Linked DNA regions of Hordeum vulgare: region 2 is linked to region 1. The links are chromatin contacts, called in public Hi-C maps. All regions are on one chromosome and are shown on one strand. The core of a region is the stretch at or near the end of the contact, and the rest is flanking DNA. Distances in the headings are between cores, read along the strand shown. Region 1 holds the start of LOC123448566 (3-oxoacyl-[acyl-carrier-protein] synthase II, chloroplastic-like). Region 2 has its middle 170 kb from the start of LOC123448570.

What was found. A called contact is a pair of places that touch in the nucleus more often than the background predicts.
Region 2: a contact with region 1 is called in a Hi-C map of leaf, with 2.7 times the contacts expected there. The contact joins the enhancer-like site here to the promoter of LOC123448566 in region 1. A contact is called at or near these places in 2 of 6 Hi-C or Micro-C datasets (leaf and seedling).

The regions. Positions count from the first base shown.
Region 1 is chr4H:325,358,403-325,364,067 of MorexV3_pseudomolecules_assembly, reverse strand. LOC123448566 (3-oxoacyl-[acyl-carrier-protein] synthase II, chloroplastic-like) reads left to right here and starts at 2,068. Exons shown (of 12, transcript XM_045125511.1): 1 at 2,068-2,604; 2 at 3,394-3,599; 3 at 3,702-3,905; 4 at 3,996-4,106; 5 at 4,190-4,285; 6 at 4,356-4,401; 7 at 4,527-4,606; 8 at 5,645-5,665. The coding sequence starts at 2,442. LOC123446449 (a long non-coding RNA gene) reads left to right here. Exons shown (of 3, transcript XR_006631355.1): 2 at 38-343; 3 at 827-1,455.
Region 2 is chr4H:325,810,534-325,816,198 of MorexV3_pseudomolecules_assembly, reverse strand. No RefSeq gene overlaps it. Among protein-coding and RNA genes, the nearest start is that of LOC123448570, 170 kb to the left of the region's middle. Within about 2 kb of position 2,843, at least 2 of the 3 cell types and tissues checked have open chromatin away from gene starts, as enhancers often do. A contact at or near this core is called in leaf, where this site is marked.

The DNA.
Region 1 (5,665 bases), core at 819-3,318:
CTACTAATAACATTGATTTCTTCCTCATGCAAAGTAGCTTGTAGAGTGGTCAAAGAGACCAAAAGTTTTCCACTGCTATTATTTGGCTCTTCTTTCAAGGGGAGCGATACAACCTGAAGCTTTCATGTTATTCCCCTAGCTTTTACTCTAATGGTACTTCAAATGGTTCCCATGGAGGTGAGGGTGCCCATGTTAATTATTTGCTGAGTAACTCTGGTTTTCCAATTGAATTGGGTCGCATGAAGAATTTGCGCACATTGGATCAATTTGATTGCTAAACATTGGACAACATGTTGACAAATGCTTTTCGTGGCTGGAACCATCAACACAAAACTCAAATCAGGTATCTTATCCTAATAGTTTGGGCAGCAAATGAAATTCAGTGAATTAAGCCAACAAAATGGAGTTTCAACATGGTAATTTAACTATAGCATTGATTACCGTTGAAAATTCAATGGTGCTGTTTTTAGTATGCCAAGCGATGCATAGCTGAATTATCGTTGCCATTTTCCCATCTCTCTTAGACATGCATTCAGCTTCTCAGTTTGTTTCTGCTCCTTACCATGGAATATTTTGTGCCATTTTCCTATGGGAAGCATGATTTATGTGGCATCTTATCGATACCATTTTCCTATCTCTTAGACATTATTCATGCTTCCTCGCTAATCTTTTTCTTTTCTATAGTTAATTAATTCTGGATAGGGTTAGTTAAAACTTAAACCTGCTAGAGCTTCAACTATGTCATTGATCCCGTTTTACATATATCATAAATATTACTATTGAGTTTGATGGTTACTAAATGATGGGTTACGTATCTACACCAAAGCTATGGGTTTGTAAGATTCGGGAGCTATCGACGAAGATGCAGATAATGCAAGAGAATGGCACTTCAGTTTCTTTATGATGTCGAGGTATGTTTTGGCATGCAGAGAAACTTAGTATTGGTTTTGGTGGAATACGATTATCTTACTTAGGGGTTTCCTGACCAAGTTTGTCATCTTGTTTGTTCCAAATATTCAGTTTAGGGCTGTTATGTATGTTCTCTACAACGTAACAATTCATCTGCATATGAGCAATCATATTTTCATATGCAAATTAATAAAATTTACTTGTTATTATACCACACACATTCAGAAGGTGAGAATGGAAACTTAACCTTCCATAGATCAGCATAATAGAAGCTACTGATTATCCTAGAAACTAACTTAGGCACTCAATTTCTCTGAGACAGTCACAAAATGCATCATGGAAATACAAAAATACGTCAGTAATCATGGAAAATAACTGAAGGAATGAAATACGATAAGTCGATAGTATCCATGCAAGGGAAACATTATGCAATGAACAATGGACAACATTTAAAGCGGTCATTTCTTGTAGCATTTGAACTTGCCCTATTTTTGCAGCGATACCAGTTAGCCCCAACTAAAAAGCTCATTCATAGCTAATCTACGAGTGCTGCTTCTGCTATGACGCCCATGAGTGGGACGTGGGTTGCGTTGAGGACTACTACGATGGCTGGCGCGTGGCGAGCCATCGGTGGTGCGGATGAGAAACTGCTCGAGCAAGTGATGGTGAAGGTGAGCGTTGCTTGGGGAGGGCGACAATGGCAATGCGGAGAAGGCCGGTGAATTCGTCGTGAAGTTCTGCACGTAGATGAACTACATTGGCAAGTCTCGGAGATGCAATACATAGCATGATGGAGAGGATCATCTTTATTCGATTCACTCTTGGAATACTTGTTTATTTCCTCAATTTGATTCACTCTTGGATTGTTTGTGTTAAATTGCTTGGTTATTTTTGTTGAATTTGATTCACTCTTGAATTCGTTTATGTATATGTCAGATGTACATGCGCGTGTGTTGCCTGTCTATGTTTCCACACTTCTAACTTACTACATATTATATTTGGTTCTCAATAACTGCTGCCAATCACACGCTAAAAAAATGCAGCATAAGGGTTAGTGCCCACATTGACGCACACGAGGCGCGCCCTGGGCGCGCCCCTGCCACTAGTGCTGGTGATTTTGCAAGCTGTTATCTGACCAGCGATCTCGCTCCCTCCTTGAGTAATGGATTTACGTTTTCCGTTTTTTTTTAAAGTCCGTTCCCAGCGCACCTTTTGTCGAGCACCTGGCAATGGCGGCTTCCTCCTCGTCCACCACCTCTCAGATGCGCCCAAGCCCCCTCCGTCCTTATTAAAGACCACCGCCGCCGCCGCTTTCCTTCTATCCAACTCCCGCGAATCCCTACCTACCTCGCGCGCCTTCGCTCGCTTGCGCCCGAACTGCCCGCATCTCTCGCGGGCACAGACCCCCGTCCCGGTCCTTGCCTCTGCCGTTTCGTGGAACTTGGTGGCTAGTGGATGTCCCTGCCCTTCCCCTCCCGCGAATCCAGTTGATTCGCATCACCTTCGCGTCGTCAGGATCCAGTTCGTTCGCAATGTCGGCGGTGGCGCCACCGCTGTGCACTTGGATCGTCGCCGCCTGCTTGTCTGCAACCTGCGTCGCAGACGATGAGGGGAAGCAGCGCAACTACATCGGCGGCGGGCTTTTCTGCACGCGCCGCCACCTTGCTGCGCGCCGCCGAGGCGGGGCACGCTCTGGTGAGCCCATTTCGGTTGCCTTCTCCGCATTTTCATGGTTTCTTGGTCCTTATCCGAATGTCAACTGTAAAATTGCGGCCGTCTGTAAGCCTGTAACCATGTACTCCCTCAGTTCCTAAATAATTGTAGTTGGGGAGAACTAGACTAGTTCTCCCCAACTACAATTATTTAGGCACAGAGGAAGTAGGTCGTATCACAGAGTGTTCGGTGCGGTGTAAACGTCTGGGATTTATAGAGTTTCAGTTGTCAAATGGCTCGTGTGCATTTGGGGTTTCAGGCGAGAGACAATTATTCGCTGCTTTGTGCATGATTCTGTATGAGTAAATCTTGTTCTTATACTGTATGGAGTTTGGGGCTTGCCATGTCCATGACATGATTCATACTGTACGTGTGATGCATGCTCGAGTGAATAAGTGACTTCACCATATGACGCTGTCATTAAAATTAAAGTATATTTTATCATAAACGTGTTTTTTTATCAGAATGGAATTAAACATGTGGAAACTAAGTGGCAATTGGGGAATTCGGTGTTGAAGATTGTACTATAAAAAACTGGGATTTTTTTGGAAAACATATGATTGGAATTATTGCTAATGTGCAACTTCCATTGCCATTTGTTTCATTTCATGCGAAATATTGTTCGTTGGTTTTGGTTGCTTAAAGAAACATCTAACTGATAAACGCATTTTTGCGGGTGATGCTACTTTTCTTTTGTGTGAGTCTATTTGTCGCATATGCTGACTCAAATTTGTTATTTATCACCTAAATGAGATGCCTTATGGACTGCAGGAGTGCCCATTGCTGTTTCCTTTCATCCTGAAAGAGGAGCTGTGGAAAACAACAAATCTGAAACCAAACAACGGAGGGTAGTTGTCACTGGCATGGGTGTCGTGACTCCGTTAGGCCATGAGCCTGATGAGTTTTACAACAACCTTCTACAGGGTGTCAGTGGAGTAAGTGAGATAGAAGCATTTGACTGTTCCAGCTATCCCACGGTATTACTTTATTCTACTTAACTTGGGTGTGGGGTTTTATTTTGCGATGTAGCTGAAATATCCCTTACAGTTACACTGCTTGACATGCTATCTTTCATACAGAGAATTGCAGGAGAAATCAAATCCTTCTCAACAGATGGTTGGGTTGCACCAAAGTTAGCTAAGCGAATGGATAAGTTCATGCAATATTTGATAGTTGCTGGTAAGAAAGCATTGGACAATGGTGGAGTCACTGAAGATATCATGAACGAGTTGGACAAATCGAGATGTGGAGTTCTAATTGGATCTGGTATGGGTGGCATGAAGGTTCGGATCTCACAGTGTATATATGTACTTGTAGAGAAGGCAGTGTTTATTACACTGTTTCCTTCATGCTTACGATGCTATTTTAAGCAGGTTTTTAGTGATGCAATTGAAGCATTGAGGGTCTCCTACAGGAAGATGAACCCATTTTGTGTACCTTTTGCAACTACAAACATGGGCTCTGCAGTACTTGCGATGGATTTGGTGCATTATATGATCTGGATTATCAGTTTTTTAATTTTCTCAGTGGTTAACGCTGATTAATTTTAAGTTGTATGCCTATGCAGGGCTGGATGGGCCCAAACTACTCCATCTCTACTGCTTGCGCCACTAGTAACTTCTGCATTCTGAGTGCAGCTAATCATATCATGAGGGGGGAAACTGTAAGTAACTTGATTTTTCGTGATATCCTGTGAGGAATGCCTTACTTGTTGACATGTCCTAAACATGCAGGATTTGATGCTTTGTGGTGGTTCTGATGCTCCCATTATACCAATTGGTATGGAAACTCATTATTTGAGATGGCATCATCCGAATTGTTATTGGCTTTTTATTGTTTTGTTTTACTTGAACATCTTGTCTTTGCATGAATATTATGGTGATCATTTCTACTGTTACATGCAGGATTGGGAGGTTTTGTGGCATGTAGAGCTCTTTCACAGAGAAATAGTGATCCAACAAAAGCTTCTCGGCCTTGGGATGTGGTTAGTCCTTCCAAGATTTGTTTAATATAACCACTACCTAATAGCCAAATAATATGAATCTACAGTCTATGCTTCATGTTTATACCATTGATACATTTGTTTTCATGTTTTTACTGGCTTGGTGCACATATTTACCTGGTGGTCATGATTCTGCACTAGTCGCACTGTTTGTAAAGCGTCCCTAAAGTGTGAGAGTGCCCTCCGGGCTCAAAGCGTCCAGCTCGCTTTAGACATTAAAGCGTCTGAAGCGCCCGCTTAGGCGTCCTGATTGGCGCTTTAGTGCAGAGAGGACGCCTTAGACTTGCCAGGCAGGGGAACAGAGGTTTTCGGCGGGAAAACTGGGCTCATATGTGAAACAGTTACAGGAGGGGAAAGAAAGAGAGAGAACCAAACCCAGAGCGTGTAAATCGCCAGGCTTTCAGCTCTCTCCTCTGTCAGCAGCTTCCTCCTTAGATCTGCACCAGCTTCCTCCTCTCCGGCCACAGCTCCTCAGCTTTCTCCTCTCCGGCCACAGCTCCTCAGCTTCCTCCTCTCCGACTTCAACTCCTCCCCCCTTCCTCTTATGCAACCACAATGTATAGCTCCTGCCCTCTCTTCTCCCCCTTCCACTCCCTTTGTTCTTTCTTCCATGCTCAGATCTGCACCAGCTTGTCATGCCTTTCCTGCTCTGTTATGTGTTATGCTATGCACAACTCCTCTGCTGTTAGGTGTTGTTGCTGCCTCTCTTATGGTAATTGGCTAGTTGCTTACTGCATAGTGGGTGGATTAGAATAATGGCTACTAATGCCTATGTGCTCACTGGTGGATTATAATCAAGGTATGTATGTGTCAGTAAATGGTACTCTATTCTACTGCCCATCAAGTTCAGAGTCTGTCTAAAGCATCGCCTCGCTTTACGCTTTAGCGCTTAAGCAGCGAGGAGCCCCCCTAGTGCGTCGTTTCACCTTACCGCTTTAAAACATTGACTAGTCGCATGTTTGGAATTAGCAGAAGACGTACTGTTCTAACAGTTCGTGTTGTCTATTGTTTCTGCAACAGGATCGTGATGGGTTTGTCATG
Region 2 (5,665 bases), core at 1,594-4,093, 450 kb before region 1:
GCACCCAAGCTTGCCAACGAGTTGCCTCAAGAATTAGGTATATTTTTCTTTGATAACACAAACGATCAGGTCTGAACATGTTCTCGACCGACTGCTGGACGAGGAGATAGAGTTTCTCTTTATAGGTCGTTGTTGATGCAAGATGATTGAAGCAATTTGTATAGATTTAAGCGCGCCAATGCTTTGTTGACCTTCCGATAAATATGTCTATCATTTCATGTTTGTTGCTATGGTGTTACTTTTTTATTTAATGGAACAAGATATGAACACTATCGTTATTATGGTTTAACATATGCATCCCAAAAACAAATATGGAGTGTCTATCCACTAAAATAGTCGCATGGAGTGATCTCATCACTGCTTCTTATTTTCCTTAAGTTGGTAAAGAATTAACAAGAATATGAGAAGTATACAAGGAGTTGGTCTATTGGTGCTCTACAATATTGTGATTTTTAATAAGAATAGACAGATCAAGCTGAAGGATATAGAACAAATTAATAGATATGCTTACTTGCTTATTTTTTGCATAAATATATGAATTTAACAAGCACATTTTGATTTTGAACTTTCTATTTTCACATGTTTTTTAATGAACCGTGTTGATAGTCCATACATCTCCTTTGTGCAGTGATTATCGACTTAGTTCTTGATTAAGTTGGTGATCCGTTGTAATGATTAGTTACTTTGAAGATTGAGAGTCTTTTTTCTAGATCCATCATCGAGGTAAGACAATGACCAGAATCTTAATAGCCTGAAAACCATTCCTTGTAGTGAAATAATGTTTGGAGATTGCAAGCTCTTATTTGTAATTATGTTCCTGTCCTCTCCACCGCTTCCATTGAGGACTAAACTTTGATCTTTCCCTACGTGGTAAAATTGATTATCTGAAAGTTTCTGATTCCATATTGGTATACCATGTTCCGATAACGTTTTGGAAGATTCTCTTCGGATATTCTTTAGTTTCTTCTTTTGACTAGATTTTTGTGTCAAGTTCAACACAAACATATGGGGAGCTATTAAGCCTTGATATTTCTATTTTTTTTTGTATTGAGTATGGTCACATAGAAATAATACTAAATTTATCTATGTTAAGATTTAATGGTGAAAATGCACAGGGAAATATTTCATTCTTGCAACTGTAATTTATGCCATCGTATTTTTTTCTTTTTGTTGTTCCTCCAACAGATTTGATGTCCCATTTTCGACCTCAGCATCTTTCTGCTGTCAGGCTGTACTATCTATTCTGTGATTAGGTAAAAGCTAGATTGTGAAGTACATTGCGACCAGACCTGCTGATGCGTCACTGGCTGTGAATATAAGTTCTATGAGATTGGATGGCAAAATTAGAACGTGTGACACTCAACCAGGCAGTGATTAATGCTTTTTTTCCTGGATCACCCTTTCTAGGCTTTTGATTTCAGGTAACATCAAATTGCTTCACTCTAATATGTGGCTGATTCCATTGTTTAGTCTACCAGACGTGTTTATGTAAACTACATCTTGGTGTTCCAACTTCCAACGTAGTACAACCTGAGACTGTGTGACAGAATATGATTTTGTTCTACATTATTGGTTTACCACTTTTGAACTTCACAAGTTAGTTTGATTTCATCAGGATGTCAACAATATTACTTCGCAGCAACTCTGTGGAGTCCTTTTAGATGGCGGCCTCTACGATTCGAGGTACATAATTCATGCTACTCAGATAGATTATTTTAGTAATATGAAAATTTGGTCTTTTAAGTCTACGTAAATTTCGTAGCATGTACGACACCCAAAGCAGCTTCTGTTACAGCATACTGCAATCTAATCGGATGATGTGCTGGATGGAGCCTGCAAGCAGGATTGGACATGACATGGAAGATGCAGTACTGGTCACACTTACATGCCAGCATGCGAACGGTCACGCTGAGGTCGTATTCATCTATAACATAAGTTCTATGTTCCATGTCTAAGTTAATAATATAAAAACACCATGTAACACAAGATTTTATTTGCACAACTATTCTAAAAATAATAGTCCAGTATGAGGAAAAAGATATATTTGATAGCGTCAACTAGATCCTTCTTTTTCAAAGAAAATGGATGTTTATATGAGATATTGACTTTTTGTGGGTTTTATGATGTACGCCAACATGAGCAAATGAAGAATTATTTACATGGGAATAATCATGCAAACTTGGGTGTTTCAGTTTTGCCTGCAAACATGTGTGTGGGTCCTGAAGATGTTGGATTATTTTTTATACTTATCAGTTATGTTAAATTGTGATTTAAATTTTACCGTATTGGATTAAACGTAATACAAACGGTGTGGACATTTGCGTTGGTAACGACGCGTACGAGTACAACTCGTTTACTTGTCCTCCAAGGACTCTCATGTATTGCCCCTCATATATACTTCACGTAATCGCATCTAAAGACGGTATGTTGTCTCGTGCTTGTAATACTCCACGCTAATAGTGATTGCGCCTTCGTGCGTCCGTGATTTTCTTTCGTAAAGGTTTCCACATAAAAATCCGTGTCTCTCGTGTCTCGTTGATCTCGTTTTATCTAATAAATGGTATACAGAGCTAAGGTTTTGGGTATACGAGATTTGAGACGAGAGTTAGGGTTTTTTCCACGCAGCCGCCGCGTCGGCGATCCGCCGATCTGAAGCCGGATCGATTTCTGGTGCCGCTGTATGAAGCCGAGTCCGACAGAGATTAAATCGTTGCAGCCGGCCGCTGTTAAACTGTTCGCTGCCGCGGTTGCTGTGCAAAAAGTCGCCGAGCCGCTGCAGCTGAACTCGCCGAGAAAACTGCCGCGCTGCTGGTTGCTCCAAGTATCGAGGCGCTGCCTGGCCGAAGCTGCCGCTGTTCCGCTGTTACTCAGCAAGTTGCTGCTGCATACACGTCTAAGTCTGGAGGTGCTGTCGCTGATTTGACAGCCGCCTCTTTTCTCTCACGTCAAGGCCAAGGCTGAGCTACTAATTCAGATTTGACTACTCTCATCGCTAATTGCTATGTCCACTGTTCGAACAGCTACCGGGTGCTATCTATTTGAATCAGTTTTTTTTTCTCCACTTAACTAATTCTGTCAAGAATTTTTCTACCGGCTTGTACTACTTTGTGTATACAAATTTATCTATTTATGGCATTCATGAAGTACGACCTTCCGCTACTGGATCGTGACACAAGGTTTATCCTATGACAAGTCAAGATGCGGGCGTTGTTGGCGCACGCCGACTATGATGATGCACTGGACAGTTTTGAAAAGAATAAAATTGAGGATTGGACTGTTGATGAGAAAAGAAGGGATCATAAGGCTCTGTCACAAATTCAACTCCATTTGCATAATAATATTTTGCAGGAAGTTTTGAGCGAGAAAACCGCCGCCGCACTATGGTTAAAGCTGAAAGAGATTTGCATGACAAAAGATTTCACCAGCAAGATGCATCTGAAGCAAAAATTATTCATGCACAGGTTACCTGAGGGAGGTAATGTTTTGAATCATATTTCAGAATTTGAAGAGATCATATCCGATCTAGCTACAATGGAGGTTACATATGATGAAGAAGATACTGCTTTAATGCTACTTTGTTCGCTGCCAAGTTCTTATATCAATTTTCGAGACACCATGTTATACGGTCGTGATACTCTCACGCTTAATGAAGTTTATGAAGCTTTGAAATCTAAGGAGAAGATGAAATTAATGGTGCCTCGTGATGGTTCAAGTTCATCCCAAGCCGAGGGATTATCTGTTCGTGGCAGGACAAAGGAGAAGAACTCACATAATGGAAACCGCGACAAAAGTAAGAACGGCCAGAGGGGCCGGTCGCAATCCAAAGACAAGAAGCAGTCTTGCAGGTATTGCAAGAGAGACGGGCATGACATCTCAGAATGTTTCAAATTGCAGAACAAGGAAAAGAGGAATGGTACGTATAAACCGAAAGGTAACAAACAAGGTGAAAATTCTACTAATGTTGCTCGTGATGATAGTTCCGATGATGCTATTGTTGTTATTGCTGGATGTGCTGAGACCAATGATGAGTGGGTACTTGACACTGCGTGTACTTTTCATATGTGCCCGCATAGAGATTGGTTTACTACTTTTGATTCTACCACTGCTGTTGGTTCCGTTTTGGGTTTTGATAATTCACCATGCAAGATTGAAGCCATAGGTTCCATTCGAATCAAGATGTTTGATGGCACAATCAGAACTTTGACAGATGTTCGGTATATTCCGAAGATGAAGATAAATCTTATCTCTGTGAGTGCCTTGATGCAAAGGGGTACAAGTATTCAGGTGGAGATAGCGTTTTGAAGGTCACCGAAGGTTCTCTCATTGTGATGAAAGGTGACTTAAGTTCGACCAATAGTCTTAATTACCTTCGAGGTTCTACCGTTTCAGGTAACGCTACTCCGGTTATTTTAAAGAATTCTGATTGTGATGCTTCTAACCTTTGGCATATGCGTCTTGGACATATGAGTGAACTTGGTTTGGCTGAGTTAAATAAGAGAGGTCTTCTTAAAGGATATCAAACTGGTAAATTGAAATTTTGTGAGCATTGTATCTTCGGCAAGCACAAGAGGGGCAAGTTCAACACTTCGACTCATACAACTGAAGGTATTCTTGATTATGTTCATTCTGATTTATGGGGACCATCTTGCAAAAAGTCACTAGGTGGTGCTAGTTACATGTTGACTATTATTGATGATTATTCGAGAAAGGTTTGGCCTTATTTCTTGAAGCATAAATGGCAAGCTTTCTTAGCTTTTAAGGAGCGGAAGATTGTGATTGAGAGACAAACTGAAAAGAAGGTAAAAATGCTTCGCACTGATAATGGTATGGAATTATGTTCTAAGCAGTTTGGGAATTATTGCAAGTCTGAAGGCATTGTCAGACACCACACCGTTCCTTATACTCCTCAACAAAATGGTGTTGCTGAGCGTACGAATAGGACCATTATTTCCAGAGCCTGTTGCATGTTGTCCAATGCAGGTTTGCATAGGCGTTTTTGGGCTGAGGCCGCTTCCAGTGGTTGTTATCTCATCAACCGTTCACCATCTATTCCTCTTAATAAGAAAACTCCAATTGAGGTATGGTCTGGTTCACCTGCTGATTATTCACAGTTGAGAGTTTTTGGTTGCACTGCTTATGCTCATGTTGATAATGGAAAATTGGAGCCAAGGGCTGTTAAGTGCATCTTTCTTGGTTATAAATCTGGTGTTAAAGGTTTAAATTGTGGAATCCTGAAACACAAAAGATTGTTATTAGCAGGAACGTTATCTTTAATGAATCTCCTATGTTACATGATGTTGCATCTACTAATGTTCCAATTAAGAGTGAATAGCAGCCTACTGTTCAACAGCCTACTGTTCAGGTGGAGCATGTTATCGATTCAGGTGATACTTATGATAAGGAAAATGTTGATGCACATGATGAACCCGTCTTTGATGATGAACATGTCACTCCAAATCAGCCTATTGTTCCACCCGGTTGGAATCTCGCACGTGACAGAGTTAGGCGGGGTATTAATGCACCTGAAAGGTTAATTGAGGAGTGCAATATTGTTTGTTTTACTTTATCTGTTGCAGAAGAAATTGAAGGTAATGCTGAGCCTTTTTCATATTCCGAGGCTATCATTTCTAGTGATAGTAATAAGTGGATGACTGCTATGCAGGAT